2 separate regions of the Anser cygnoides genome follow, and region 1 is linked to region 2. Evidence: chromatin contacts called from public Hi-C data. All regions are on one chromosome and are shown on one strand. The core of a region is the stretch at or near the end of the contact, and the rest is flanking DNA. Distances in the headings are between cores, read along the strand shown. Region 1 holds the start of LOC106047631 (dynactin subunit 2-like). Region 2 holds the start of NCAPH (non-SMC condensin I complex subunit H).

Region 1 (5,620 bases), core at 2,404-4,903, 230 kb after region 2:
CAGCCTTTTTTGTTCTCTCTGCTCAGCTATACTGTATGTATAGAGGCAAGAAGCAAAAAAACCTACCTCGGCATTGCTAATGGGAATTGTTCTGAATGGTGCGGGTGATGTTCAACCATCTGCTTTCTCGCATTTGATGTAGTGTCTGCTTTTCCTTTGAGGAGGTCCAAGCCCAAATTCTTTACTCCACAATTCCTTAAATAGATCTCTAAATAAATCTCTATGACATAACTGGGCCTACATACCATTTGTCAAGTGATCATAACAGCTCTTTTACATGTAAATCAACTCCCCTTCACATTCTTCCTCCCTAGGACAGCAGCAAGCCTGTGAAAAGGCCACATAGGAGATCTTTAGCTCCCAGTGTCCCAAACTGCCCGCTTTCCTCCTTATTCACTGGCTCCACTTGACCTCCATCAGCCGGAGCTAGACAAGTTTAAAATCTATCTATATCCTGACAGCAGTTCTCACTTCATATGTGCACTCAGGCACACAAAAGGCTTACTTCTTTCCAGATCTTTTCTGAAGATCTTCAATATAGTTCATTCTCTCAATAGGATGCCCTCGAGCTCTGTTGAACACTGAAGAGAGAAAAGTCTGAGTTATAACAACATTTCACTAGAAAAAGCCTGAAGCCATCTAAAATCACAAGCCCATAATAACATTTTATATCTTGACAAGAAGAACATACATGTACGTACAGTCTATTGCAGCATTTGGCTCCATGCCTTCAACATCAATTAGGTACCTGAACAGATTAACGAGAAAGCTCTAATAACACAGTTAACTACAGAGATATTGACAGATCAGACGCAATTCAAAAATAAAGTGGTGGGAAGTTTTTAGAGCTCGTTTACAAGCCAGAATCTAGTAGCAGTATTTTGTAGTTTCTTATCCTTGATTTTAGCAAACCCCTAACAACAAAACCTTCTCTAAACTTAAAAGCTTCATATTCTTGCCAGTTGGGGATTACACAGGTCACTTGACTCTTGTTGCAGCAGTAAAACATTTCCTTCTCGAGCAACATGAAGCTGGCAATACCACCACCTAGTTCAGTTTGACCAAGGACAACTCACCTACAAACCAGGTAGCCAGTTCTGTTCAAGCCATGTGTGCAATGCACTCCAATAAGTTTATCTGTAACACATGGTAATCAGTTTATATTTTTGAAGTGTTCTTTTTCCAAAACCAAATCAGAGCAAAAGAAGCCCATTTTACATTGTTCTTCAACAGGGACACCAGCACAGATAAACTGAACTGATTGTGTAACAAAATCACCACCTTTGTGTCTAATTATCACCCCTGATTTTAGTTCATTAGCTCATTTAATTCTGTGGCCTCATCTGCATGGTCACACAGCTCACTGCATGGAAGGTATATTTAAAAGCTCTATGAAAGGCTGGCCTGCATTTCCTGAGCACTAACAGCTTCCTGTTACCAAAACGGGATTGGTATCTATGGGCAGACTAGACACAGTCTCAATTTCAATTAACGCTTGGCTCGCTGCTAATTATCGAGCCAGCATGAACTCCTTTACTACAATAAACTGGTCTCACTACTGCATCGACATATACATGCCAAGACGAGGAAGGGAAATTCATGTTGTGCACAAAGGTTAATGAAGAACACTGCCAACCCCAAGTCTTCCGTGCCCCTCCCATCAACAGCACTTGTTAACGTAAAGGAAAATCCACACTTACCATTGTCTTTATTGTCTCTCAAGAAGTTTTTTACAACACTCTTGAATTCAAAAATGGTCTGATTGTTTGGTATTTCATGTCCCATTGTCGAGATCTTTGAGTAGCAGAGCGTGGCTGGTAGTTCCTACAAGAAACAAAGAAGGACAATAATTTTATAAAAAAGTGCGAAGATTCTCACTAATTAGAGAGCCCTGTGACAGAAGATACAAGAAGACAAGTCTTCCAACTAAGTCCAGAAGAGTGGCAACACAGTTTTAGGTAAGAAAAATTCTCTTTCATTTCTTTAAACTTTATTAATACTCCAGAGCAACCTATTTGCATTTTTGTTCCCTGTGCCTTTGCTCCTTCCTTTCTTGGAAGCACAAAGCACACACAGAAGCTGGAACAACTTTTCCAACTAATATCCACACATGTGATACCACAAGCAAAAAAATATTTGTAATCAGCTTTTAATTCAGGTAAGCGTGTAAAAAAACACCTTTACAGTACCTCCAAACCTGTGATGGTTGTAAAAAGAAGAGTTGAAGACCACAGTCTTGCACTTGATCAAGGATGAAAACTGCATCCCAATGTCCCTGCAATGCTCAACCTCATCCCTTTTCCAGAGGATTTGAGTGCCACACGCTCTTTAAAGTCACCTTCGTACAAGAAACTTCTTCCCAATTATTAGCAATATTAGGGCTTTAAGAGAACTTTACTTTCCCAACAATGCGACCAAGACTGACCTCTGGCCTGTAGTAGCGAGTTGTGTATGTCAGGTCAATGATCAAGCCCAGCTCTTCCCCTTGCTCTTTAATTTTCTTAATGAGGTCACGAGGTGAAAACCTCTCCTCTGGATGAAGGTTGTGATCAAAATTCTGAGGGAAAATAACATTCAATGACAGACATTAAATGCAGGTGCACTGCGACTGGAGGGAGGAGGCTTGCACTGCCGAACCTCCTGAAGACCATCCTTTTGGGGAAAAAAAAATGAAAAAGACACAAATGGCCAAAATCAAGAACAGACCCATGTCTGTGTTGCACTGTGCCAAACCAGAACAAGCTCTGGACCGTTAACTGTTTTGGGACTGTTCTGCTAAGGTATTCCAGGAACGACTAAAGACTACGACAAAACATTACAGGGCGGCAAACGTGCTGAGGAACAAGCTCGAGTTTGGCGAGGGCTTTAAAACGGGCCTGGTTCCCGTGGAGGTGCAGAGGCAGCACTGCACGCTGCCACCAGCTCCACTGCCCCCGCGGGGCCACCCACGAGCGAGCGCCAGCCCTCGGAGACGGGGGGCACCAGAGCTCGGGCGCCGCCGTGGGGCCTGCTGCGGCACCGGCCACGTCGGCAACCGCCTGGGGCCGCCCTCGACCCCCTGCCCGCGCTCACCTGCCTCAGGGGGACCTTGAAGGCGATGAAGCGGGTACCCGGCAGCCTCCGGCCCAGCGGGACGTAGTCGGTCCACCTGAAAAGGGAAGCAGAGGGACATCAACCACCGGAGCCCCGCTCCCGCCGAGCCCCTGCGGGAAGGGACGGGGTGCCCCGGGGGCGGCACCCACCGCTCCGGTACGCGGCAACCCCCGCGGCCCGGCATGGCGACAACCGCGCGGCCCACCGGCGGCGGAGCCACCGCTTCCGCTTCCGCTTCCGCCGCCCCGACACCGCGCGGCCGCCGTCCGCACGGCACCGGGAGGCCGCAGTCCGGCCGCGGCTACGGCGCCCCCTGGCGGCACAGAGCGGCACCCGCCGGCACGGCGCTCCCGGCACTGACGTCACTGCCAGGGTACCGGCGTGACGTCACCGCCCGCGGCAGCGACGTCACTGGCTGCCAGCACCCCCAGAGCAGCGGGACGCCTCCCGCCCGCCTCCCCCGGCACCGCCTGGGCACCCGCTGCCGTGCGGAAAACGGGCTCCACGCGCGGTGAGATCGTAAAGCAGGTACGCCCGTTCAGCGTGGGGCAGCACAGGGGTAGTCCCGCCAAAGTCGTGCGCATGCGACGCGGCAACTTGCCTTGGTTATATGCAGCAAAGAGTTACATGTGCGTGACGTTTCACAATGCGCCGATGCATATGCACGACCCGTCCCCGCTTCATATTGAAATTAGTTCAAGAAGTCATTTCCATGAGCTCCTCCCGTCTGCGCTTGCGCAGTGTCTCCTGGTGGTGGTCGTCGGGGGTCGTGGGGATGAAGGTTGGTGACTCTTCCTCCTCACCACTAGTTGACCTCTTGTCTCTGCACAGACTCCGTTGCTCCTTGGCTCTTGTCCATCCGCAGGACCAGGTTCTGCCAGTTTCTTAAGACAGGCTCACACTCTTATCAGGGGACTAACCTTGGTAGGGGGCCCAAGGCTTCTTGCTTTAGTTAATTTGCACAATGCACCACAGTTAGCAAAGACACTAAGTAGCATCCGCTAGTTTAATACTGTCAGTGCTCTATCTATTTGCTAAGATTCTCCTAACTCCCTCTCTCCCCACGGCCCGGTGCTGCTGCCACGGCCCTGCCTGCAGCACAGCTGTGAGCTGCACGGGCATCCCTGGGGCGCAGAGCAGGAGGGCGAAACAGCCCCGAGCCCCCCCACGCCCACCCACGGGGCAGGACGGGGCAGCACAAATGCCAGTGTCCCAGGGCCGCCGCCCCCGGCCCCATCCCTTCCCCTCCAAAAGTCACCCCTCCCCAAAAATCCTGATGGGGGTTAGCAATTGTTGGCACGGGGATGTGTTGGGTTGGGTGATTTGGGAGATGGGAAATGGGGGGGATCACAAACAATTATTGAGACATGAAGCTGTTCAGATAACTAGATGGGAAATTTGGGGGATCAGAACTGCTTGTTGGGATGGCAAATGGCTTGGATTGGAAAACTATTTCTTATTAATTGTCATTTCTCTAAGTCATTGCTTTGTTTATTAAATTATTCTGTGGTAGGTGTTCACTTCGTTAAGGCTCTGCCTGAAGTCGTTTGTGAAGGGGGATATAGAGGGAGGGTTGAACGTAGCCCGCTGCTGCTCCCCATGCCCACCCTGTGAATTGGTTTGGGGATGGCTGCTATGGGAGAGGATGGATGGATGGGGCGTTGGGAATTCACTCTGAGACAGGAAAACATTGGGACTGGAAACTGGATGTCGTTGTTGGGATATGAAATCATCACTGGGATGGGAAGTCATGGTGGGGAGAGAAAACCATTAGGACGGGAAATCATGGGATGGGAAATCACTGTTGGGATGGAAATTTGTAAGGATATGACATTGTGGAATCATAGACTGGTTTTGGTTGGAAAGGACCTTAAAGATCATCTAGTTCCATTCCTTCCACTAGATCAGGTTCCCCAAAGCCCCATCCCATGCCCAAAGCCCCATCCAACCTGGCCTTGAGCATTTCCAGGGATGGGGCATCCACGAATTCTCTGGGCAATCTGTTCCAGTGCCTCACAACCCACATAGTGAAGAATTTCTTCCTAATATCTAATCTAAACTTAATCCCTTTTAGTTTAAAGCCGTTACCCCTTGTTCTATCAGAGCATTGCCTGAAAAAGAGTCCTTCCCCATCTTTCCTGTAGGCCCCCTTTAGGTACTGGAAGGCCACTGTAAGGTCTCCCTGAAGCCTTCACTTCTACAGGCTGAAAAAACCCAGCTCCCTCAGCATTTCTTCATAGGAGAGGTGCTCTGAGCATCCTCATGGCCCTCCTCTGGACATGCACCATGTCCTGCAAGGACTTGCACCATGGACATGCAAGGTCCATGTCCTTCTTACGCTGCGGGCCCCAGAGCTGAATGCAGTACTCTAGATACTGTGTTGCGATGGGGAACCATCACAGAGATGGGAAATTGTTGGGATGGTTATGGAGCAGCTCTGCAGGTGGCCTGACTGCAATGAGCAAGTCCTTACATTCCATGGCTGCTTCACCCTGACAGGAGAAAATGCCTCCCAGCCTGGAACCCC
Region 2 (6,141 bases), core at 2,784-5,283:
GAATACAGCTCAAGTACCCCACCCTGCTCCAAGCCAACTAATATACCTCATCATGGGATTCAGCATCCCAATGCGTAAACTGGAAACCAGCCAGTGAAGAGCAGATGGGGCGTTTTTCAATGCACTGTGATAGCAGCACTAGAGACAAGAATAACATATTAGACACAGGATAAAGTAACTGGTAGCTAAAACAAATGCTAGGTGTTAAATCGTTCTTAAAGTCGCATATATAGGCAGCTCTTCTTGCATTTAGGACAGGGCTCACTGCAAAAGCACTTGGATTTATTCCTCAGCAGCAAGGTAGGTTCAACTACTTCTCTAACTGAAGGATGGGCATAATGCTGGGAATCGTATCAGAACAGTAGGGTTTGGTAGTATCAGCAGGGTTAAAGCAGTCTAAAAAGGTCAGTCCTTAACTGGAATACGCCCATCTTAATCGCCATGCAAGCTCAGACCACATGTATGTGCTGTGTGACAGGCCTGCTCGAGGTTAAGCTACAGGCAGAGATCTAAAACCTACAAGGGTCCTGGTTTGTCAGCAACCAGTATCAGCTTGAGCAGGATCGTAACAAGGGTGCCACATGGGAGCCAAACAGTCAAAACAAAAGCACAAGCAAGCTGGCTGAGACTAAAATCAGCATGCTTGGAAGATGAAAAAGATCAAAAGGTCCGGATGGGCCAATTACTTAGTGGTTATCAGCACTCACAGTTTAAATCTGTCACTGTCACAGGATCACAGTTTGGCAGAGTGACGGTTGCCGAAGATGGGAGAGGCACGATCTCCGAGTCAAAGAGGAGCTTACTGTGGCAACTTTGGGTACGCAGGCTGGTGAGGAAAATGCCAGCTGTGCTGCATTCATCAAAAGATGCTGATGTTTTCTGAAACATGGGGTCAACCTACAGGTATGAAATGAAGTAGAGAATCAAGGAATGGAGCAGACAGACAGTGAGACATACATCTCTGCAGAAGACTAAGTACAAAACCGAAGGGAGAATGATCCATGCATCTTTTTCAGCGAGGACAGCGCTCTCACGGCTGCCTCACGCAGGAGGATTAAATGCAAGTAAGAACAATCTTGTTATAATAGCAGAATTCAGAGATGCATGTGAATATTACAGCCCAAGAGAGGACTGCACAGTAAGGAAAACAAGAGAAAATTGAAGAATGAAGTGATGTTTCCTTCTTTCACCCACCACTACAGCAGCTCCACCTCCACCCACCTCACATCTGCGATTATGATCTGTCACATTGATGTTGTTCAAGTTCTGCTCAATGGTTTTGAATGAATGCTTTTTCTTTGTCTGGACTCTCTTGACAGTACCAGAAGCTGCACTGTCTTCTTCTAAAAGTAGAAGTTATAGTTAGAGAACTTGCAGTTTGTATAGCCAAATGTATGCACACATACAAAAACCCAGCAGGTATGAAGTTACCCACATAGGTATCTAATTAGCATGAACCACTAACGTTTCATTGGCTGTATACTGTAATTCTTTTTATCATGTATATTTTGTCTTAACAGCACATGATTGTTTTGAAGCAAAGGACAGCAAAGACTAGGGTACTGCACGCTCAAATATTTCAGATCAGGCTCCCCCTTGTTTGCATTCAAATTTAGCTGGCCAAATCATTAAATACAGGACTGAGCATCAAACTCGGGTTCTCATCTCATCCTCCCTTGCTCAAGAATCCAAACTAATTCAGTATTTCCCAGCCCTTGAAAAGAATCAAGCTAGCGGTACTGTCCCAGATATAGAGCAGTGCTTCAGAAACGTAAGCTAACTGCTTCAAAATTCATGGGTGCTGCATTAAGTACACTGACATTTCTTACTTGTAGGTGGAACCAGGAACAGCTTAACGGAAAATAAGTGAATGGCACACCTCCTTTTGGGCTCTCCGTATCTTCTGTAGGTATCGAGTCCTTGCCCAAGCCTCCAAGAACTTTGTACATATCTGCATGGACTACATCCACACGCACAGCATAAATTTTCGCACTGGCATCAAGGGTGCCAGCTGCTATCTGACAGAGGAAAACAGGATGCAATTGTTAGAGTTAGAAAGGAACAAGACAAAAGATGCAAACGCAGAAGACAAGCAGCAGACCTGAGTTTCTGAACTCTTGTATTACAAGCAGAACCGTCAGCACCTATAAAGATTTATCCAGAAACCTATTGGAAACCTAGGTACGCAGCAGGGGTCAAGATGTATCTTCCCAGGCAGAGGATACAGTTTGTTTTATCAAGGCTTTTGGAAGGGATCACACAGAATACTTAAAGTTGCCAAGATTAAGCAAGGAGAAGAAACAGAAAGGTGCAATTTGTGTCTGCAACCTCTCTCTTCCACCTTCTTTTGGGATATCCTCTTGGTATCGTTCTGTTTTTTCCAAATTACATAGTCAAAAGAAGCGAAGCGCAGGAGATGCCAAGTGACCTTTTCAGATCACAGGTCAACCCAGAAAGGTGAAGAAGCACCCACTCCAAACCTGCACACAGTTTCCTGTTTCTTCCTCAGTTTCATCAATTATAAGATACCTAGCTCACCAGTTCCTTGAGGCCATGTTCAAAATCCCTGCCAAGAATTCATCTCTCCCTCATAGCATCAGTGAACTATGAATAGAACTATAAATAATCTTTGCCCAGGCAAGTTCTGAAAGGTTGGATGTGGTGCTTAGGGTGGGTGACATTGTTAGTAGAGTGATGGTTGGACCAGATGATCTTGGAGGTCTTTTCCAACCCTAATGATTCTATGTTTCTATACCCTGATGGCTCCTACACTCAGGTCACACTATCTTCTTTTCTTTTACAGCCAGTAACAGAACATGGCTGTAACACCCAGTATTTACCTCAGAAGCCTCACAAGTCTTATTCTTAAACAAGCTCTCCTTTTGAAGGATCATAACTGAAAGGAGAATTTAGCCTTTAATTTCTGTAGTACAAAAGCATTCAGCACCGTAAGGTTCTGCTAAAAACGACTGTGCTGCCTCTACCAGATCTCTTACTGAAAGTTTAATTATTTGAGGTTTTTATTTACTAAAGCTTAGTTAGCACAGATCAGAGACAAAACACTGCAGTGAGCAGGCAGTAATTTCTCTCACCTTGAAGTTCGTCAGTTCAGAGTCCTTCTGTTTCAGTATATCTGTCATATAGTCTATCAGGTATAAGCCAAAAACATTCTTGGTGTTGATTTTCTGAAACAAAGCACACTTGAGAATCAACACCTGGAAAATCACAGCTGTCAATCTGCCTGTGAACCATCATTCTGCAGGAGAGGTTGCAGCAAAACCTGACTGCGTGTGCACCGTGCCACATCCTGCTTAATTACGCTTGAAAAGCGGTAACAGAGATTCAAATCCAGACCTATCATGGGGCTGTTACGTGGCCCAGAGGACCTCGAGGAAGAACTGATGTCACTGCTTGGTGAGGGGTCAAAAACCCTCCTTGGCCCTAGGCCCCCGCGCAAGCAGCTCAGCAGCAAGGGGCTGATGCGGGACCCAGCGGCAGGGACGCGACGAGCAGCACTTCCCGAGGGATGCCAACTCACGTTCTCGGTGAACAGCTTGATGCAGGTGGAGTAGTGGTCCGAGATCTGCGCATTCGTCCACCGCGGGACCGCCGACAGCGACGCATCCACCTGCCTGAGGGAAGCACGGGTCTGCCCCGGGGAGCCGGGCCTCTCCCCCACCCCCGCCCCGCCGAGCGCGACCCCCGCCCTCCCACACCGACCCCGGGGGCCCACCCGTACCCGGGCACCGAAGAGACGAGGCCCAGCGCCGCCTCGGTGCTGCCGAGCTGCAGGTCCGCGGCCCGCGAACGCCGCCGCTGCCGCCTCTCCCGCTCGTCATCGTTGCCGGGGCAGTCGCTCAGCGTGGGGGTGGCCGAGCTGCCGAGCGGCCGCGGCGCGGGAGACGCGAGCCCACCGCCGCCGCCCCGCCGGGGGGTCGCGGCGCTCATCCCGACAGCGGGCACCGGCCGCGGCCTCCCCACCGCCGCCTCCCGCCCTCTCTTCGCCTGCGGCCCAATGGGCGCGCGGCTCCCCGCCCGCCCCGCGAGTCGAGCGCGGCGGCTCCCGGCCCACCCCCCCCCCCCCCCACGCGGCGCCGCCGCCGCCGCTTCCCGGTTTGAATTCGCCGCGCGCGCGGCGCCACTGCGCAGGCGTCGGGCGTAACGGCCGCGGCGGGGCGGGGCGGGCCCTGCGCTTCCCCGGCCCTTCCGCGGCCTGTCCTTTGGTGCGTCGTTCAGTCTGGGAGCGGAGATTTCCCCTTGGAAAACACGTTATAATTGACGAACGCTTGTTTCAGCTTACACGTACCAAAACGAAACAACAACAAAAATCCAATTAATGAGATTTTGTTGTTGTCAGTGTAAAAGCCTTTAAAAGCCTGTAAAAAGTGTTGTCAGTGAAAATATGGCGAGGCACTGGAACAGGTTGTGGATTCCCTGTCCCTGAAAGTGCTCGAGGCCAGGCTGGATGGGGCCCTGGTCAACCTGGTCTGGTGGGAGGTGTCCCTGCCCATGGCGGGGTTGGACTGGAGATCTTTTAAGGTCTGACCCAACCCATTTTCTGATTCGGGGCTCTCTGAGTTCCTAGGCATGTCCCAGAGTTCGTGATGGGTCTTGGGGCTTCCCAGGCTCAGGGAGGAGAGGGAGACCCTGCCCTGGCCCATCTGAGCCCTCTCCCACTTAGGCTGGACAGCACTCAGCAGCTCATGTGTCAGTGCCATGCTGCTGGGGATAGCTTTGTGTGTTTTTTTTTTCAATATAATTTTCAATGGATCCTTATCTTCTTCATTCCTGGCGAATTTTACGTGAGAACGATGTGATATGGGTTATGTAGTTGTTGGGTAATAATTAATATTTCATATAACCTTTTTAAAACCTGAGCTGTGAAATGGCTCCCCTGGTCTGAATTGATCTTTTCTGGAGCTCCAAACTTGGTCACCATGACTTTTAATAAGAACTTTGCTACACTGCTCGCATCTGCATTCCTAGTGGGGACAGTCTTTTCTTTGGTGTGTGCTGCCTGCCTGATGCAGAACACTAGTCTTTTCTGGGAGACTAATAGCTTCTAACAAATTCTTGATCTGTTCAGCATCTGCTCTCTGTCTGCTGCTGGAGGTCACAAAACCTCTTTGTTTCCACAACTGTCCTTAGTGCAGTACATACCAAAAGCATATTTCAAGTCTGTATAGGTGTTTACTTCCTTCTCTCATCCTTCACTGCAGGCTTCTGTCAGTGCTATCAACTCAGCTGCTGAAACACCTCCTCCATTAGGGAAATGATAGGGAGAGAGCCCCCCACCAAAATTTGCAGTAGCTTACATGCAATTTCCAACAGAAAGGCTTGCAAACACCTCCAATCACATCATTACATGCGTCCTAACTCCACTATTCATATTCCCTCATGCACAGTGGAGCTTCTGGTGCAGTACAGGTGCAGGCGTTAGGTTGGCTCCAGTCCTCTGTTTGTGTCTCCTGAGACATTGCTTTTCTCCAGGGTTGAAGTTTTCTCAAAACAGAACTTTTGGTGTTGTCACATAATGGGTTATTGCTCTAGTACATCCTGCCAGTGTTTACAGCTAGTGTTTACAGCTCTTGGCAGAGACAAAGTGATTAGTTCCTAACTTCTAAGCAGAGCAGTTAACTATTCCCTTGCAGAGCAGGTAATGCAGAGCAGGACAGAGCAATTAACTGTTTCATAGAATCATTGCCCCTCCCCAGCTTTCCTGTAGGCCCCTTCTAGGTACTGGAAAACTTCTATAAGGTCTCCCCAGAGCCTTCTCTTCTTCAGGCTGGACAACCTCATCTTCCTCAGCCTTTGTAGGAGAGGTGCTCCAGCCCCTTGATCATCTTCATGGCCCTCCTCTGGAATCATTCTAATACTTCCAGGTCCTCCTTGTGCTGGGGGCCTCAGAGCTGAATGCAGGGCTCCAGGTGGGGTCTAATGAGAGCAGAGCAGAGGGGAACGATCACCTCCCTCGCCCTGCGGGTCACACTGATTTTGATGCAGCCCATGCTATGGTTGGCTTTCTGGGCTGCAAGTGCACATTGCTGGCTCACGTTGAGTTTCTCATCAACAAGCACCCCCAGGTCCTTCTCATCAGGGCTGCTCTTAATCCATTCTCCGCCCAGCCTGTTCTTGGCATTG

What was found. Hi-C and Micro-C count contacts between places; a contact is called where the count stands out from the background.
Region 1: a contact with region 2 is called in a Hi-C map of liver, with 2.1 times the contacts expected there. The contact joins the promoter of LOC106047631 here to the promoter of NCAPH in region 2. A contact is called at or near these places in 3 of 7 Hi-C or Micro-C datasets (granulosa cells and liver).

What each region holds. Positions count from the first base shown.
Region 1 is chr26:6,198,132-6,203,751 of Taihu_goose_T2T_genome, forward strand. LOC106047631 (dynactin subunit 2-like) reads left to right here and starts at 3,654. Exons shown (of 7, transcript XM_066983280.1): 1 at 3,654-3,874. The coding sequence starts at 3,740. It overlaps DUSP11 (dual specificity phosphatase 11), which reads right to left and starts at 3,415. Exons shown (of 8, transcript XM_048055056.2): 1 at 3,243-3,415; 2 at 3,073-3,148; 3 at 2,426-2,557; 4 at 1,701-1,824; 5 at 1,077-1,137; 6 at 692-748; 7 at 506-581. The coding sequence starts at 3,277. The coding sequence ends at 551.
Region 2 is chr26:5,966,008-5,972,148 of Taihu_goose_T2T_genome, forward strand. It overlaps NCAPH (non-SMC condensin I complex subunit H), which reads right to left and starts at 4,034. Exons shown (of 17, transcript XM_066983371.1): 1 at 3,740-4,034; 2 at 3,539-3,632; 3 at 3,093-3,185; 4 at 1,880-2,018; 5 at 1,222-1,343; 6 at 708-897; 7 at 47-138. The coding sequence starts at 3,948.